Regions from separate parts of the Capsicum annuum genome. Here regions 1 and 2 are each linked to region 3. Evidence: chromatin contacts called from public Hi-C data. All regions are on one chromosome and are shown on one strand. Each heading gives the region's core, a stretch centred on a gene start, on an enhancer-like site or on the middle of the called end of the contact. The rest is flanking DNA. Distances are from core to core; before and after follow the strand shown.

Region 1 (3,426 bases), core at 806-3,305, 190 kb after region 3:
GTGTATTCAAAAATTTAATTAGAAAAAATGTATTAAAACAACCTTAAACTATACTTGAAAAGTCGAAATAACACCTAAACTATGATCTAATACACACTTTTACTATTTAAAAATAAATTTATTTTCATCCTAAAAGCTGACATGGCACAAAAATAAAAGTAAACAAAAACGAGGCCCGTTTCTGATTTTTTTTTTACATTTTTTCTTGATTTTCTCACCTTTTTATATTTTTCTTTCTTTCTTTATTGCATCTTCATCATTTTCTCTCTCTTCTCCAAAACCCACATTGAACTACCATTTTCGACATTACGTTCAAAGAAAACTTCATCTTCCCCACTCTCTTTCTCTTCAATATCATTCAAATCTTCATTTATATTTCCTCATTAATAGTTACATCTTCATTCTTTCTTTTCTCAAAGAAAATCATACACCCATTTCATTAAAAGAATGAAAAAAGTTAAAATAATCAATGAGACACAAGTTAAGAAAATGTAACTTTTTGAATGAAAAATCGTTGTTTTATTGAAATTATAGGTTTTTCAATAGTTTTTTATAGAGAATTTTTATTTTTCAGAAAATCCAATTTGACGGAGTAAATAATTTAATGGTATAAAGGCTAAAAAAAATTTATTGATTTTTTTTCAAATTCATACTGACTTTTTGGATATATATTGTTATTTTGCTATTGATTTAAATGTATATCTTTTGATTGTACTGTCAATAGGTGTTTTAGAAATTTGAATTTAAAGAATACTAAAAATAGATTTTTTTGAGTTCTTTGATTGATGTTGAGTTTTTTTGTTTGGGTTGTAAGAATTAATGTTTGTTTTAATTTAATATTTTTGCAAATTATAAGAATTTCTACTTTGATGATGTGGTGAATTTGTTGGGTGATGGATGGCGAGAAAAAAAATTGATGGTGGTGGTGACTAAGAAATTGATGGCGATAATGGTGGTGTAAGACGAAGAAGAAGACGAAGAAGAAGAAGAATTGAGTATGATATGGGGATTGTGACGAGCAAATAAATGAAGGTTATGATGATCGGACAAAGATTGGACATAAATTTTTTGGTGAGATGTGATTCGAGTGGATGGGTTAGCAATGAAGAAGATGTATTTAATAGAGTTTTTAGTGATTAAATTAGTGTAAAATATGATTAACAAAAAGTTAATAAATAAATAAAAATAAAAGTAAAAAGATGTAACAATTATAATTTTTGACATGGCACTGACGTGGTCTTGGATGTGGCAGGTGAGTATAAAACATCACATATTGTGAGAGTAGTTCGTACGTTTCAGGGTGGTATTAAAATTATTTTTAATATGTATAAGCGTGTAATAGGTTATTTCAGTAGTTTTAGTGTGCCTTTGACCTTTCGAATATAATTTAAGGTGGTTTTGATGTCTTTTCTCATTTAATTATGTTGGACTAGAGGGAGTATTGAAAAAGAATTTAGAGAATAAGTAATTAATGTTAAAGATAAAACATGAAAAAAAAAATTATCTTTTCATGATTTGTCAAAAATGACAAGTAAACATGAAAATCATCATTATCACCATCAACAACAACATACCCAGTAAAATTTCACAAGTGAGGTCTGGAAAGGTTAAAGTGTATGCAAATTTTACCACTACCTCGAGTAGGTAGAGAGATTGTTTTTGAAAAACCCTCAACTCAAGTGTAGCACAATCAAGTACAATTAAGAGGAAATCAGTGAAGAAAATATATCAACTAATCTGCTGCAGAAAGATAATATTCAGTCACAAAATAACGTGATAATTGAAATACGACAGACAATAATAATGATAGATATCTACGGCTAAATTCTAAGCTACCATACTATACTATGATGTAGAGTGATACTTTTACTCAACTAGCCTTCTATGATAATATATATCCTCCACATCTCTTGACAAAGATCATGTCCTTAAATTGTAAAACTAAAAATTAAATTAGAAAAATGGGGATAACTAAATCCCAACGGAGGAGTAATTTAAGGAAAAAAAAAAAAAAGTAAACCTTCGATTAAAATGCTACCCCCCACCCCTGCCCCCTCTCCTCTTCTTTTTTAATTAAATTCATTTCAAACAAAAAAATTTACATTAGGTTATCTCCCGAGTAGAAGAGAAATATAAGACACTGTTCCCCCCTCACGCATTGTTCACTTCACTTCCTTTGTGTTTTTCCTCAGTTCCCTCACACTCTCTGCGGCGGCTTTGTTTCCCGGTGAGTCACACCAGATAGACTCGCACCAAACATAATCAGAAAAACCCAGAAAGGATTTTTTATTTTCCTCTTCATTTCTATGGTTTTTTGTGCATTTGCGCTGTATGTGTTTTTACTTTTTTTTTGGTCATATGTTCATTTAGTTCACAGATCTGTGCTGTAATTTTGTTAATTTTTCTTGTTTATTGTGCTTTTACTTGTGGTTTAATGTTGTTTTTTCTTCATTTTGTCATTTGGGGTTTAGAGATGGATCGATGATTTTAAGTTAGTGGTGCGAATATAACACCATTGTAACTATACGTGCAGGGTTAGGACATGTTTGGTACGAAGGAAAAATGTTTTTTGGAAAAGAAAATGTTTTTCGGGAAAATAAGTGGGTTTCTTATTTTTTTTTCTTTGTGTTCGGTATACATGTAAAAAGATTATTTTAGAAGTGTGTGTATATAATCTAGGCAAATAACATGTGAGGTGGGGTGAATATAAGGTGTGTTGGAAGGTGTAGGGAGGATATAATTAATATGGAATGCTACTTGTAGAACTTGTTTTTCCTACTTTGCAAGTCATTTTTAAGGAGCTTGTTTTTCGGGGAAAATATTTTTCAAAGACCAACAGAACATGAGAAAATCGGAAAACATTTTCTTAAGGGTATTTAGAGTAGAGTAGGTTGCAATTACTGTGGAGAGTTACACCCCTTGGTTGGGTATAAATTTTTTATTTTTCTCGTGAGATTTGTTTGTTTGTAGAGGAAAAAGAAGGATTTTGTTTAGTAGTACAAGTTTCTGATGTTTTTAGCAGCTTTTGTTTGTAAATTGTATATATATGCTGCTCCACTCATAATTTTCTTCTGTAATGTGTAGCATTTTTTTTGTATTCAAGAATGTTTTAATGTGTTTTAGTGTGGTGAAATGAAATACATCTGGTGAATGTAATAATTTTGATTTTGAATATTTTACTTTGTTGTATATGAATATGGTGCATTGTAAGGTAGTTTATAAAAGAGTAGAAAACTCAATCTCATTTTCGATGATGGATGATTGTGGAATACTCAGATTCAGACGTAGAAACAACTTCATCAATCTTTTGACACCTGCTTGGTGTTTTGCGATGAAATATTGACTTGTCAAAAAAATGTATCTCATTTCTCTATGAGGAAGAAGTTGACCTCTTGAAATTTGATTTCCCTATGATTTATATTTAGT
Region 2 (3,323 bases), core at 335-2,834, 200 kb before region 3:
ACGGGCTTCTATGGTTGTTACTATCAGGATTGAGGACATTTCCGAAGATGCTACCTTCAGTGAGATACACTCGATCTGTAAATCGGTTGGCACGACAGAAGGGCTGGCATGGGTAAGCAAGGATGGCGTAGATGCATTATTTACAGTCGAGAATGACACAGAATCAGAGTCGATCCTCAAAAAGTAAGTGGTGGTTCAACCTGGTATAAAAAGTCTTATTGTTACTGTTTTCATCTGTTGTCACTCTTGACCGGTATTTGCTATCTCAAAAGTGTAAAACTGTTCTCATGACTTCATTTTTGGAAGGAGTTGGAGGGAAGAAATCAATCCAGAAACCACTTCGCTTTATTACAGAATCACCATTAATCATATTCCTTATTGTTCCATGTGGTTCTCGACCATTAGCATCCATTTTCCTTGCATGTACCTATTTTTTGTATGCGGTAAACTATGAGAGACTGATACCGACACACGGAAAAAAGTATGAGAAGACTGATAATTGACATCTGGGCTTTTCATTTTCTCGCTTCTTTTCCTTAGCAGAACATACTGTTCTTCCATTATTGGTGGACACTGGTTGATATCCTATGATATTTCATCTATTTTTTGGTCATAGTTTTAATATGCCATCTGAAATCAAATTGTTGCGCAGCTTGTTACTAATTTGATCTTGCCTTTACTAGAATGGATGAGAATATACTTGGTGTAACTTTGTTACGTATTTTTCTCTTCTTAGGTTGAATGGTACTATTGTTTGCGGTCATTGCCTATCAGCTTCTCTACTGCCTAGCAACTCATCATCTGCTTCCAAGTCTGAAAATGAGGATGCTAGATGCAAGATGGCTTTACAAATTAAGAAGTACTTGACAGAACTCAAAAGTCAACTTACGGAAAAGAAAGGGGATCTGGAGGAATGTATGGTGCTGAAAGTGCATATGGAGGATCTTCAGATGCTGCATGAGGGGATAATGCACCTTGAAGATCTGCCTTCCATCATTGATACATCTGACGATTGATTCTTGATTTTCAAAACATCTTCTCTATTCAAGAATGTTCACATGCTAACAATAATATCACTAGCTTCAAGCCTCTTCGTTCCCCTTCCCACAAAAACCCTTCATGTGTCTCCTTGACATTGCTTTTAGCTGCTGAAATACACCTTTTTACTGCCTGTCCCATCTTGTAAGGAATTGGTTGCCCTAAGTATTGTACCATTATATATGCAATAGTGGTGCATATATAATTCCAGGGGATTTATGCAATTATCCCTATATGAAATGTTAGTCGAGTTTTCCCTTATGCATGTCCCTAGTTTAATTGCTTAATTCAATTTCATTTTCATATTTACTGGTCTGGACAGGAAAGCTTAACTAAGCTATGCCTTGACTATCCGATTTTAACAGGGATGGATGTGTATTCTTGCGAGAAAAAGCAAAGAAGATATTGATGTCCTTATTAACCCTAAGTCAAGGGCAAGTCAGGTCCCTTGTTCTATTATTCTTTTACTGCCCCATTTTCTGGTAGCTGAAAAGGTTATCACCCGAGGGATGATTGTTTGTGGTAGTTTTTACCATTGATTGCTTTCGGCGCTTGCGTCTTCATTAACTGCGGCTGTCACCGGCTATCTCCTCCCCAAATAACCGTAAATATCACTTAGCAAACTGGGATATATAGTTTCAAACTGCCGAAATGCACGGCATCATGGGATGTGAAAATCTGCTTTGTGGGCGTTATGTCGACAGAGAGAAGGACAAGGAAATTGAGTTGGCCTGGATGTTGTGTAATTGTTTCTTTGACAGGTCTCATGAATTTGTAGCAGTGTAATATGTTGTTTGACAAATAGGTGATTAGAAGTCGGACTGCTCTAATTCGGTTAACATATCTTAAATTGTCTGTTGACTAATTTGTCAAAACCAAAAAAAAATAAAAAGCGGGGGGGGGGGGTGCTGGGTCTTGTTTGGTCAATCCACAATTCCAGAATCCAATCTTAATTTCAATCCTCAAAGACTACGATTCAATCTGTTGTATCAGCCAAACAAACCTTTTCCTGAGATGGAATAAACATCTATGTAACATTTGAATTAGAAATGGATAGGAATCAAAAATTCACTTTAAAGAATTAGAAATGGTTCAAAGACGATATCATTCCACAGAGGTTTAAATTTGCACCTAACTTTGGTCCAGTTTGGCTATGAAAATAATATTTTTTGGAGTTGGAGTTGGTGTTTTGTTTTACCATGAATATAAATTGGAGTTGTTTTTAAAATTTTCTGAGAGAAATAGGAGTGAGAAAAGTGAAAACAAGTTATCACTTTTTCAAAATAATTTTTATTAAAGTAAAATAATTCTTATGGTCAAACGTATTTTTATATTTAAGTTTAAAACAGTCCCACCATAAGCGGTGCACTTATATGATATTTAATTAAATCTTGATTAAATATGTGATTTGTATTTGTATACTAGATATTGGAGTCTGTGTCAGCACAAGCCCCGATGTGCTACTTTTTCAATATTATATGTTATTTGTTTGTCTTAATTTATATGATGCTGATGAAATGTTTGAGAAAGTCAATCAGATTTGCTATATATAGGTTTAGATATTTTAAGTTGTTAATTATATTATAATTTATACGACTTTTAATGTAATTTTCAAGTAATATCTCTTTATCCTAATTAATATGACATCGATAACTATTGTAATCTATAATACTTTTTCGACATTGTAATTTACTATTTTATGTTGTTTGCAATTGTAATTTATAGTACTCTTCTTGTTTAAACTTTTGTGGTATTGATAGTGAATTTAGACTTTCAAAGCAATTTAAGTTTTTAATTATTGTAATTTATAATAGTTTTTTTCTATTTCAATTTAAGCGAAACTGATGTAATTTTGAGAGTAAATCAAATATCACGATTGAAATAGCGAAACCAGCACGTCTTGAATGACTCATAATGACTAATTAAAGTGATATAACAAAATTGCTATAAAAAATGCTTGTGAAATTTTTTAAGTGGGCCTTACATAAGATACCAAATTAATTTAAAACATCAAGAATTAATTTATCATTTTATGTTTATTTCACTTTTTAAAAATAGATATTATCAATTTTTAAATACTTAGATGACTCATAATAATTAATTATATGTGATATATTAAAATTATAGTTGAAGCGGCTGAAACAACCATATCATAAATATCCATTTTACTTTATAAGTGTCTATTTTATTTTTCATTAAATATTATAATTTTTTTAATACGTAAATGTCATATAATAATTAATTAGGGGTGATATAATAATATCACGGAGCAAGCAGGCAGTAAA
Region 3 (3,259 bases), core at 248-2,747:
CTGCAGCGTGGAATTCAGTTCGGTTGCATTTTTATCCCCAATAAAAGATTGCCAGGACATGGGTTTCTATTTGAACTTCTGTAAAGAAATACTCCCTCCGGATCACTTTCCTTGACGTTCTTAAGAAAATAGGTAGTCCAAAATAGTTGCCATCCTTAAAGGTCTAAGATATAATCGAGTACATTCTTCTTATTTTGTCCTTAGTTAAAATAATGAACATTGACTAATTAGGCATAGAAGGCTCAAGTGAAGAGCACATACGTAGACTCTAGTATTATGACTGTTTATATAATTTTGTTTTTTTTAATCTACTTCGGAAGTGAATAAATACCAAGAGAAGTATTCTAAATGAATATCAGCTGGATACAGAACTGAAAATTTGGGTGGGTGGGAATTGGTTGGTGCTATAGTTGTAGGTTGCTCATACGAGTTCCAGCTCTGAGTTGCCAACATGATTGCCTCCCATGGACAAAACTTTACCCTTGTATGTAAACTGTCGTTAACATTTGTATTATCAGTGTCAGAGGTAACGCGGAATTGTTCTGGAAAGAAAACTTTGATACTTTTATTTCGCATTTTGGAGTGGAATACCTCATCTATCTACAAAAATGCCGCAAGGCTTGCTATACAGAAAGAATACTAGCGCAGGATTTGAATACAAGAAAGAGTGAATTCGTAGAATGTCATTAGTGAAAGGGGACTGCAGCTCTCTTCCATCAACTTGCACCTTTAATTAGCGAGCGTCTCATGGTATTGTAAATGTGATATTTGTCTTTGTAGCTTTATTTGCTCATAGAACTTAGCAATGAACTCCTCTGCCTTCGTATCAATAGCTTCATCGCCAGCACCAACAATGATCTCCTCGGACATCTCACAGCTTACATACTCTTCCTCTTGACAGCATTCACCCTCGGTATTCAAAAAGCTCTTCCTAGGAGCATCATCATTATTATTATCAGGGTACATTTCATCGTCTTTCTCATAATTGTCAAAGTCAAAATCAAAATCGACTTGAGGTTTGATGCATGGAATGTTTGGCATCTTGAAACGCAAGGAAGCAGGGCGATGCATCTTAACATGAAAGATAGGAGTGTCATCAAAGGAAAACTCGCGCTCCCCATAATGCAGTGCCCCGTAGTGATCATTGGTATGACGGAGGCTTTTAATATATTTAGGAAGCAACCGGAGATCTACGAGGTGCTTGTTCTTGAAAATGCCACCTTTTCTCGCCCATAACAATGCTAAGCGGAGAACATTCCAAGTTCTACGAGCAACCACCGATCTTTTCCTCTGCATTTTCGACTTTTCTTGCATGTTTGCAGCTGTTTTTTAAGAGTAGAAGATAACTAGCAATGATATTTTTAGATATCAGTGGTAAAAGAAAGAGAAACTGAGAAAGTATTGCACTTTTTGGTTGGAAAATCTCTTTCGCCTTTTGCTATGTGATGTTTATGAATAATAAAGAGCTTTTAAAGTGGTTGTGTGGAGAGAGGCAGAAATTATTATGCTATATATATAACATAGAATGCACAGCTAAGAGGTATGTGAAATGAGAGCGAACTCAAAGTAACGCGGTTTGCATGGAAATAAGAAATTGTAAAGTAAAGAAATGAGAATGAATAATTTGTTAGGGGGACCCAAAGTGACCAAGTCCAACTCCTAAAGCCAAGGCTGGCATAGGTAAGTGTCAGTTGTTCTGTGGGCGGTGCAAACTGGTGGTGGGGCACACGCCTTGTACGCTGCGTAAAAACAAAAACCTTATTAGTTCTCTTTGTCCATCTCTACATATTTCTTCGTCCATCTCTATATTCAATATACTAAAAATAATTATAATTTTATATGTAATTTATCCTTGTAATTAGATAGCATACATTTTCTATGTTTAAATAACTTACAATTAATAAAGATAATATTATAAAATTATTCTTTTATTTATTATTTTTAAATAGCATGCCATGTAAAGATGGACACATGGAGTAACACTATAATATAATTTAAGTAAAAAAAATTTATGATTTAATTAATACTATATGTTTTTGTATTTTTTGGGTGAAATCTATATTCTCATACTCTCTCAATCTCAAATTGGGATGACAAATTAATTAAGAAAAATAACTAATAACATAGCTAGTTTATCATAATGCCCATATTAAATGATGTTTGCATTTTAATTTAAAGAAAAAATAATTAATGCAAAGGGTAAAACATGAAAAAATTTTTTGTCTCTTCTTGATTAATGAAAAAAGACAAGTAAAATGAAAAATTAAATTAGGAAATTTAGGACGAATAATTTGGGACTGAGGAAGTATTAATTTACCTGATTTATAATTTGTTAAATATTTGATGTCCATGTACAAATCAGTGTACTGTAGACGAATCAACAGTATTCGGGGAGAGAGTTTGGCAGCATGGGATAGGTATTTTCCAAGGATTTTTGTTTCTGTTTTCTCATTTAGTAGTATTGGTATTAGAATTAGATTAATTTAAATTTATATTAGAACCTATTTAAGAAATGTGCTTTCTACTAAAAAATTTTCATATGCACCAGCACCACATTCTTCGGTGGTTTTCATACTTTAATTCTCATACATATCCTTCTTTTCTGGATTTCTACTTCTATGATTTTATTAAACTTTTAATTGCTGCCACTATATACTTACTATTATGATTATTATATTCGTTGATGGTATGGGTGGACTATGTAATTTTGATTAAAATTATTATATTTCAACAATAACAATAATATAGTAAGTATATTTCCACCAAGTGGAGTCTAGGAAGGGTAAATGTACGCATTTCATACCATTAGGTGAGATAGAGAGGTTGTTCCGATAGACCCCCGATTCAAGATAAAACAATCTAAACAAGAAAATGTAAAAGGATAAGATAAAATAGAAATTACCGCACTCAATAATATCATAGACAAGATTCACTAAGTAATATAACAAATGATACAACATTTAGAATAATACTAACCTTCTACCCTAATTCGTTTCTTCCACAACCTCCAATTTAAGGTCATGTTCTCGGTAAGCTGAAGTTGCTCCATGTCATGTCTAATCACCTTCCTCCAATATTTTTTCGGTCTACCTTTATCCATCCCTAGCCAACCTCTTTCACCTCCGTACTTCATTCAATTATATATAACAACAGAAGTAATAAAGAGAATAAAAACAGATATTTGTCAGCTCAAATTTAAAATTTATGAGTTTAAAGATTTCATGTGTTAATGAGTTCTAAATTAATTACGAGGTTAAGT

What was found. Hi-C and Micro-C count contacts between places; a contact is called where the count stands out from the background.
Region 1: a Hi-C map of bud shows a contact between it and region 3, with 4 times the contacts expected there. The contact joins the promoter of LOC107840876 here to the promoter of LOC107840902 in region 3. A contact is called at or near these places in 4 of 5 Hi-C or Micro-C datasets (bud, leaf, pericarp and 1 more).
Region 2: a contact with region 3 is called in a Hi-C map of leaf, with 1.9 times the contacts expected there. The contact joins the enhancer-like site here to the promoter of LOC107840902 in region 3. A contact is called at or near these places in 2 of 5 Hi-C or Micro-C datasets (leaf and placenta).

What each region holds. Positions count from the first base shown.
Region 1 is chr1:162,474,070-162,477,495 of UCD10Xv1.1, forward strand. It overlaps LOC107840876 (RAN GTPase-activating protein 2), which reads left to right and starts at 2,056. Exons shown (of 2, transcript XM_016684821.2): 1 at 2,056-2,227.
Region 2 is chr1:162,089,552-162,092,874 of UCD10Xv1.1, forward strand. LOC107840927 reads left to right here. Exons shown (of 7, transcript XR_007052645.1): 5 at 1-183; 6 at 737-1,167; 7 at 1,230-1,297. Among protein-coding and RNA genes, the nearest start is that of LOC107840927, 8.3 kb to the left of the region's middle. Within about 2 kb of position 1,585, at least 4 of the 5 cell types and tissues checked have an H3K27ac peak or open chromatin away from gene starts, as enhancers often do. A contact at or near this core is called in leaf, where this site is marked.
Region 3 is chr1:162,288,820-162,292,078 of UCD10Xv1.1, forward strand. It overlaps LOC107840902, which reads right to left and starts at 1,498. Exons shown (of 1, transcript XM_016684851.2): 1 at 541-1,498. The coding sequence starts at 1,314. The coding sequence ends at 730.